Linked DNA regions of Sus scrofa: regions 1 and 3 are each linked to region 2. The links are chromatin contacts, called in public HiChIP or PLAC-seq and promoter capture Hi-C maps. All regions are on one chromosome and are shown on one strand. The core of a region is the stretch at or near the end of the contact, and the rest is flanking DNA. Distances in the headings are between cores, read along the strand shown.

What was found. Promoter capture Hi-C pulls out the DNA fragments that hold promoters and counts their contacts. HiChIP or PLAC-seq counts read pairs in DNA pulled down with a chosen protein or histone mark.
Region 1: a contact with region 2 is called in an H3K27ac HiChIP or PLAC-seq map of alveolar macrophages. The contact joins the promoter of PCCB here to the promoter of STAG1 in region 2. A contact is called at or near these places in 2 of 5 promoter capture datasets (fetal liver and liver) and 1 of 2 datasets of contacts at active chromatin or transcription factors (alveolar macrophages).
Region 3: a promoter capture Hi-C map of fetal liver shows a contact between it and region 2, with 7 times the contacts expected there. The contact joins the promoter of MSL2 here to the promoter of STAG1 in region 2. A contact is called at or near these places in 1 of 5 promoter capture datasets (fetal liver), 4 of 47 Hi-C or Micro-C datasets (embryonic fibroblasts, fetal heart ventricle, liver and 1 more) and 2 of 2 datasets of contacts at active chromatin or transcription factors (alveolar macrophages and skeletal muscle).

The regions. Positions count from the first base shown.
Region 1 is chr13:77,216,140-77,218,839 of Sscrofa11.1, reverse strand. PCCB (propionyl-CoA carboxylase beta subunit) reads right to left here and starts at 1,359. Exons shown (of 15, transcript NM_213901.1): 1 at 1,174-1,359. The coding sequence starts at 1,356.
Region 2 is chr13:77,862,057-77,864,763 of Sscrofa11.1, reverse strand. It overlaps STAG1 (cohesin subunit SA-1), which reads left to right and starts at 1,267. Exons shown (of 38, transcript XM_021071121.1): 1 at 1,267-1,726. It also overlaps a transcript of NCK1 not described here.
Region 3 is chr13:77,180,096-77,182,795 of Sscrofa11.1, reverse strand. MSL2 (E3 ubiquitin-protein ligase MSL2) reads left to right here and starts at 1,386. Exons shown (of 2, transcript XM_001927762.7): 1 at 1,386-2,700.

The sequences.
Region 1 (2,700 bases), core at 110-2,609, 650 kb after region 2:
AGACTCCACCTCCCCGCTGAGCTTGTGTGTTATGCCTCAGTGCCCTTCACCTCTAGGAATTTCACTTTCCCGCCGCCAGGTTGGTTATTTAACTCATCTAGCACATCGATCCATACTCATATGTGTCTAGGATGCATTGAGTGAGCCTCATTTCAAGTGCCAGGTCACCCATCTGGGCCTCAGTTTCTTCTGCTACTAAATGGCCTACGAAGCATATCTCGACTTAACATATGGGCGGTTAGGAGTTCCAGTGGTGCAAGTGGAAACTCCTATAGGAATGCCAGTTCGAACCCTGGCCTCGCTCAGTGGGTAGGGGAACCGGTGTTGCCAAGAGCTATGGTGTAGATCGCAGAGGGCTGAGATCCAGAGTTGCCACGCCCTCGGTCGGCAGCTGTAGCTCTGATTCTAGCCCTACCCTGGGAACTTCCACCCTACCCTGGGTGCCGCCCTAAAAAGCAAAAAAACGAAACACAGACAGTGGGCGGCAGTGCCTCAGCTGCTCACTCCAGCCAAACCCAGAGAGCAACCTGAGCAACATCCCCCCCCCCAAAAAAAACATGCTTCAGCAACACGCCTCTCCTACTCCACAGGCAGCTTGATGCATGCTGAGACCCTAAAGGCATTCAGCTGGCCTTCCGAGGACATAGTTTCCCCAAGTTCTCTGCGCACACCACACGGCCACCCCAGGTGAACGTGAGTTTGCCCATATAACTTCCCTGTCAAATGCCTCGATTTTCCTGCTTCCATAATGGAGCAAGAACCTACCACCACTCTTCCATGGGGCATGAGAAGAACAAGGTGTTTTTTTTTTTTTAATTAAGGGCCTATCATTGCTTCACTCTTATTCTAGTGAGATTGCGAGGGAAGAATTACTATTGTTTTCTATTTAGTATAAATTGACTTCTAGGGAGTAAATTTTCCAAAAGTTCACAGGTGGAGCCCAGCCAGGCCCACCTAAAATTCCAAAGGGAAAGCAGAAAGTGACGAAGAACAGCAATGCTTGTCCTGGTTTTACGTGTCTCAGCTAAAAGCCAAAAGGTTCGCAAAATTAACATCCTCGGCCCCGCCCCGCCCCTCGCGGCACCACGTGGATTGGCTGGGAGGCCCAGCCGCGGACACTGTGATTGGTCGCGAATGTCGGGGCGGGCTGGCTCGGGCCCCCTCGGGACTTACTCGCTTATGCTGCGAATCAATGCGGCGCTGGCCTCCTCCCAGCAGTGCGGCCTGACGCTTGTTCTCGATGCGCTCGTTAACTGAGACAGGCTGGGTGCACAGACTGCGCACCCCGGCGTGGAGACTTCTCACTACAACGCGGAGCCTGGCTCGGGCCGCCGTCACGCGCACTGCCGCCGCCATTTCTGCTGGACCGGCGCATGTGCGTCAAGTGTGGGCGCTGCGGCATTTGCGCCTGCGCAGCATCGGCGGGAAGTAAGTAGCCTGTGGGCTGGACTGCGGAGCGCAATTTGGAAAAAGGCTGGAGGCCAAAGAGCGTGGGTCCTGAGACTGCGCTAGGGTGTGTCATCGTCAGAAGCGCGGGCCTGGTCAACCGCAAGGCTGGGCAGAAAAGAGACTTTGCCCTTGCTTTTCTCTGGCTACCTAGACCCCTGGTTTTGTTATCCCACCGCCTCCAGAAAATGAATAGAGTTAATCATTTGTTGAATACCAAGTGTTGCTTTAAGCATTTACCTGTATTAGCTTATTGTCCTGATTTCGCAGCTGAGACAAATGGAGCACAAAGAGATAGAATGATTTAATCCAGCCAGGACTAAAGATGTGGTTGAACCAGATTTCAAACACAGATATTTTACATAATACTTACTGAGCACATGGCTTAAGGATCACTGGAAAAAGCACGATGGGAAATGCAAACTTCCAAATTCTCAGACTCAATCCCAGACCTAATAAGTCAAATTCTAGAAGTGCGGCCAGCGATCTGTTTCATCACATGGCCTCTAGGTGATTTTAATGCTTGCTCCAGTTTGAGAACCACTTCCCTAGGGATTTAGAACTGAACTGTTGGGAGCTTGTCCATCTGTTTTTCCAGCTAAGAGGCAGCTCTTCAAGGCAAAGAACAAGGTGTATATTTAACATTCTTAGCCACAAAAAAACTGCTAAAGTTGATCATTAACCCCGCCAAGCTCCAGCTCACAGCCAGGACCTTCATAAAGTCCAAACTCTGGCCTGAGACTTTAACATTAATACCATTCAATTCAGCAAACGTTTTTGATCAGCTACTATGTGCCAAAAACTAACCACAGTACTTATTACTTTCATGGAGTAGGAATTATTCACCTAGACACTAGGGAAGCAGAGGGTCTAAGGCTTGAAGTCATTTGACTGGACAAAGCCTGCCTGCACCTCACTAACTGGGTATCTATGCTCTTGGCCCTACGTTTAGGGCCCTACCTTAAGGACCTCCCCTTCCCCCAACCTAGAGAAATAGACAAAGGACCGGCATGGTAGCACAGGGGTCAAGGCAGGTGTGTCAAGCAGAGTTATCTCTGAGAAGGTAACTGTATCCCAAGACTAATGGTATGTTCAGATTCACACACATGACTGTGTCCCCAGCTTGGACGAAAATAGTGGTAAATGAAGCTGAAAGGCAGTAATAGAGATAAGTGTGTGAAGAATTTTGCCATGTTCAGAAATTGGGACTTGATTTGGGCTGGAGCACTGGGACTCCTTTGTCCGAAGTTCCTT
Region 2 (2,707 bases), core at 18-2,517:
TATTCAGCTTATTTGCTCACCACCCAATACAGGATTAGAAATTTCTCCTTACCTTCTTTCCTAACTCTCATGGTTTCTTACCAAATCCAACGGCCAGAATTATTTTTAGGTAACTAATTCCTTAGTTAGACATTAACTGAGCGCACATAATGTTAGGGTTCTCAGACCCGAACAAAATCCAGCTTCCCGAGTTTCTGACGGCTAATTTAACTTTTATGGACACAGATAAGAAAGGTTACAAAACCAACTATCGAGATACATTCTTTTTACTGGATATATTAGAACACAATATAGTCAAAAGCTCATAGTTCAATCAACTCTCGTACTAATCTACCGCAAATCCACAAGATTAAAATAACCCGTATTTTTCCAGTAGAAGGGAAAGGAGGGGGGGACTGGAGGGGGCGTATGGCGCATCACCAGGATGTCCACCCCCAACACAGGGAAACGCTCCTTACCCCCACTCTCAAGCTGGGGGTGTGCACGCCCCTGTCCTCGTCTACCACGTCCCTACCTTCGCGGCCTCGGACTGCGCCACAACAGCCAACACGACTTTTGGTTAGGAAAAGAAACGGGGTGGGGGACACGCGCCACACATTCGACCTCCCAGCCTCACGGGGCCGCAGGCCGCTGCGCTCAACACGACCGGACTCCCAAAGGATGGAGAGGGAGGCCGCGGGGCCGCGCCGCCCAGGGCAGTGGCCAGAGGGTCGCGCGCAGCAGCCAGGCAAATGCCTAGGCCGGGACGAGCGGCCTCCCCGCCCCCTCCGGCTCAACTCGGGGCCGGCAGACGGCGCCCCCGGGGGCTAACTTCGCCGGGGAAGAGGAAGTGCCGCGGCAAGTAACAGGCTGTGAAGACTCTGGAAGCAAGGAAAAGCTGTCCGTGCGTCTGCCTGCCGGCAGGACCGTCTCACCTCCCCTCTTGCCGAGCCCAGGCGGCCCCAGCTCACCTGAGGAGGGCACCGGGATGCCACCGCGGCCACCGCGATGGCCGTTAGGGCACGAGGCCTCCGCTCTGCCGCCGCGTAGCTCTGGGGAGAGGGGCGGGGCGCGCGGCGAGTGGGCGGGGCTGCTGTGCGGACTGGCTGCGAGGCCGCGGGCGGATCCGCGCGGGCAGGAAACCCCCTCCCTGCCCCATCTAATAGGCTCAGCCGCTCCGTTCCCTCCTATCACTGACGCGAGAGCGATCTGCGCTGCGCCACGAGTGGGCGGGCCCCTCTGTCAATCAAGCGTTGTGCTGGGTGTGGAGTGAGCTGAGAAGGCTCCGCAGACAGCTTTGAGCGAGCGGGCGAGGAACGCCGGGCCTGCATCTGATTCTTGTAGCTTTTGTCTCTCTAGCTGATTACTTTGGACTTTCTCAGCGCCACAGGAGAGAACCCACAACAGAAATGACGGCTTCCCGAGGTCAGCCCTTGCTATTCTGGACGCTTCCTCCTGGTTTCCGCATCTGAAGAAGGTCTTGCCAGCAAAAGGTTTTTAAGGGCGGGGAACTTAAAAAGCAAAACAAACATAAAGACCTGGAAATGGGGACCTGAGAGGAAAATGTCAGACATATGCTTAAATTGAGCAGCAAACAGAAATAAGCTGAGTCTGAAGGCCTTCGAAGGGTCCTGGTGCGTGGGTAGCTTCCCGTCTTGGCTGCAGAAGCCTTGCTGTGAGGAGAGCAGTGATCTTTGGTGCCAGGTCTGCCCATTCTTAGCGGCCCAGCCCCAGTCACCGGCCATCAGTAAGTTGGTTCTCCCGCGACGCCAGCACTGCAGCCACCCTCCATTCCCTGCCATCTCTGTAGCTCTGCTTAGGTGTTGCCCCCTTAGGGAAGACTGCCAAGGTGCACAGATATTGTCCCCACCTAAGCTGTTGAAAGAGTCAGTCCGTCTCCCTACCGACACTGTACATTCAGTTAAATCAGGAGCCATGTCAGTATACAGTTTTTCCCCAGTGCCAAGCACATGCTAGATCGTCAGTAAATATTGTTTAGGCATTAATACATCTTCCAATCCCATTTTTAATCCTGGCCCTAAATTCCAAGAGTTTCTGCTTTTCTATATTTAACTTCAAAATTGTTTGCGTGCTGATAGAGGTGTGTGGTTCACTTGCTATATATAGGATCACAAGGTCAAGCACAAAACACCTATGGTCCAGCCCTTCCTGGCCTCAAGTTGGCTAGAGCAAGTAGACCACACTGAACTCCAGGCAGCAACAACTCTACATCTATATCCCATAACTAGCATCTAAAGTGAATAATGTAAGTGAATTTTGGATTATTCAAAGGGTCTAAATACCTTTGCATATTTTATCATGGACTGAATTGTGTTCCCTACCAAAATTCATGTTGAAGCCCTATCCCCCAATGTGAATGTATTTAAAAGTACATTCTAAATGTATTCTAGAAAGGCCTCCTAGGACCTTTAGGAGGTAACTAAGGTCAACTGAGGTGGTAAGAGTGAGGCCCTAATCCTATAGGATGTGCCCTTGTAAGATACAGCAAGCCCTGTAGCTTGCTCTCTGTCTTCACAACTAGAAGACACACTGAGAAGGCAGCCATGTGCACGCCAGGAAGAGAGCTCTTGCCAAAAACTAACTTTGCTGGCACTCAGATGTGGGACTTTCAGTCTCCAGAACTGTGAGAATTAAATTTCTGTTGTTTAGGCCACCCAGTCTGTGGTATTTTGCTGTAGCAGCCCAAGCTAACTAATACAGTAGTTTT
Region 3 (2,700 bases), core at 137-2,636, 680 kb after region 2:
CTTTAAAAAAAAGAGTGCGTTTTATAGACTGTCATTTTTTAGATACAAGACAACCAAATATATTTCACACAACTTTAATTTCTACTTTACGAAATTAGGAAAATAGATTTATTTTTGCTTAATACCGACATCCTGATAATATGCTAAGACTTGTAAAGAAAATAAACCTGCTCTCAAATTATCTGTCGAAGGTTATACAGGTTGGTTCTCTTATACCTTAACTGCATTTTTAAGTGGCAAGCCTCAAAAACTAACATGTATTTGTGCCACAAAAGATTTGCGCACGTCGTAAACCTCGCTTTGCCAACAGGCATAGAGCATTTACTACGTCCAAGAAATGCTATGTTGAAGAGTTCTGGTGGATCCAGAGATAATGGTTCCTACGCTGTTTCTATTTTTAAAGAAGGGTTTGTTCTTTTGGAGGGGAGGGTAATCAGGCGTTAAGTTAGGCTTTTGTTTATTAATTTCTCAGTGTCCTTGGTCTCCTGCAAAAACATGAGCCAAAGCTTGTTTAAAACAGATAATACGTTCAAGAATTTGGGTTCTAAAGCAGCACCATGGTTCTTCAAGAAATCTCTTCACAGAGAGGGCCCAGCTATGTTAAAGGAGCTAAAACAGAGGTTCGTTTTCTTTTTAAATTGGACCGCCCGCGTCCGTCTGGCTCCAAGGCTCAGAGGCCGCGGAAAGAGCCCGCTACTGACCGGCAGGCGAAGGAGGTGGGTCTGCGCCCCGTCACTTCAGACCGCCTGTCTGGGCCTTAGAGGCCTCAGGCTGCCGTCGACCCGGGCCGCGGCCCCAACCCGGCCAACGCCGCCCAAGCGCCCTCTGGGCGCACAGCCACGTCAACCGCCGCCTCCCTCCTGGGCCGGGCGAGTGTGGGCGAGCTGCAGCGCCCTTTCGGCAGTCGGGAAGCGTGGTTCCAGGAGAAAGGCCGCGAGGGCGGGGCTTGGGGCGGTGCGGGGCTTTCTCCTCACAGCGCGGTCAGCCGGGGCGAGGAGAGGCCGCGTTGGGTCAGGGCGGAGCGCCACATGGCATGATCCAGCCGGGCCTCTGCGTTGGCGGACACCGTGGAAGCAGTGTAGTGCGGGAAGCCTGCAGCCCACAGTGGGGAAGGATGGGTCAACTAACGAATGTTTCGCCACAGCCCACATGCTTAAGAGGGAATTTGAGAGCGCATGGGGGAGGGGCGGAGAGCGCAGGCAGCTCGTGGAGAGCATGCTCTGTACTGCCAGCCGTAAGTGGAGAGCCAGACATGCGCAGTGAGCTCAGGGTGGGTTGGCGGCGGGGAGGGGCTGGCCTGAGCGGACTGATGTGTTTATCCGGTTTTCTGGGTGGGCGGTCAAAGCGCACGCGTAAGGGCGAAGGGCGGTGGAGCTGGGTAGTGGAGTGCGCATGCGCCCAGCGAGCCGGTAGCTCTAGGAGGGTGTGGAGGGGGCTCTTAGAGGAGAAGCAGGGGAAAAGGGAAGCGAAGGGAAAGGAAAGGGCGGGGGAGGGGTGAGAGTGTGGTCTGCGCATGCGTGCGGGCGCTAGCGACGACGGCGGCGGGGGAGTCTCGGGGATGACAGTGGCTTTGCCCGTTGGGGTAACGGTCGTCGTCGCCGGTAGGGCCTGAGGCACCGCACAGCCCGCGGGATCCATTAAGGCCGCAGCAACCCGGGCCCTACCGAGTTAGACTGGCGCGTGGAGTCGGGGTGAGGCCGGCGAGGCACGGGGGGAGGGGCCTGCGGCGGGGCCTTGCTGTGTGCGCTGGGCGGCGGCGGCGGGGCCTGGCGCTGTGAGCGCTCTCCTCGGCCGCGGCCGGGCGGGCACCGTGGGCGGCGGCGGCGGCGGCTGTGGTGCTTGGCGGAGGAAGCGTCCGTGTGTGCGGCGGGGAGAAGATGGCCGGGCAGTGAGGGGGCGGCGCTTGCGCCTGGTGACCTCGGAGTGAGCGACTAAGGAGCGAGGGGCGCCGCAGCGGCCCGGCTGGGCCTGCTCCCCGCCCCCTCCCGCCGCAGGCGGCCCGCGCACTTCCTCCCGGCCCTCCCCTGTCGGGCGGGGGCCTCTCCTGCCCGCTTCGCCACCTCAGGGAACAGCCGGGCTGTAACCGCCGAGGCGGAGAGCCAGGCGCAGTCCGGTCCCCGCGTCCGATATGGAGAGAGCGGCGGTGGCCTCAGCCAGCCGCAGCAGCAACGTGGGCCGCCGCGGCGGCCCGGTGCACTAGATCGAAGAAGCCGTCGCCTGTGCCGTCCTTGCCGTCGCCGCTGCCTCCGCGCCGGCCGTTGTGATGGAGTAAAGGGCCCAGCAGCCCGTGAGAAGCGTGCCCGCCCCTCGGCCCGGGCCGGGGCCTGCTCCCGCGCCCGCCCAACTCGACTAGAAGGAGGTGCCTCCGCGTTCCGAGATGTCGCTCGAGCTCAGGCCGCCCGCCGAGCCGCGGGGCTAGACTGAGCGCCGAGTCCCGGCCCGAGCGCCCAAACCGCCGCATTCTACGTACCGCGGCTGCCCGGGACAAACTCGAAGGCTCGTTTTTCGCTTTTTTTTTCTTTTTCGATCTGCAAGTCTCAGGGACGGAGGAGGGGCGCCAAGGCCCCCATGTGTGGGAGGATTGCTTCAACTCCACAAACTTGTACGGATTTTGGTTACTACTTTGGCCAGTGCTTCTGCTCTGATTTCCTCCGAATTGTAGCAAATTCGCCATTGTTCCCTGGCTGCTTAGAAAGTTGG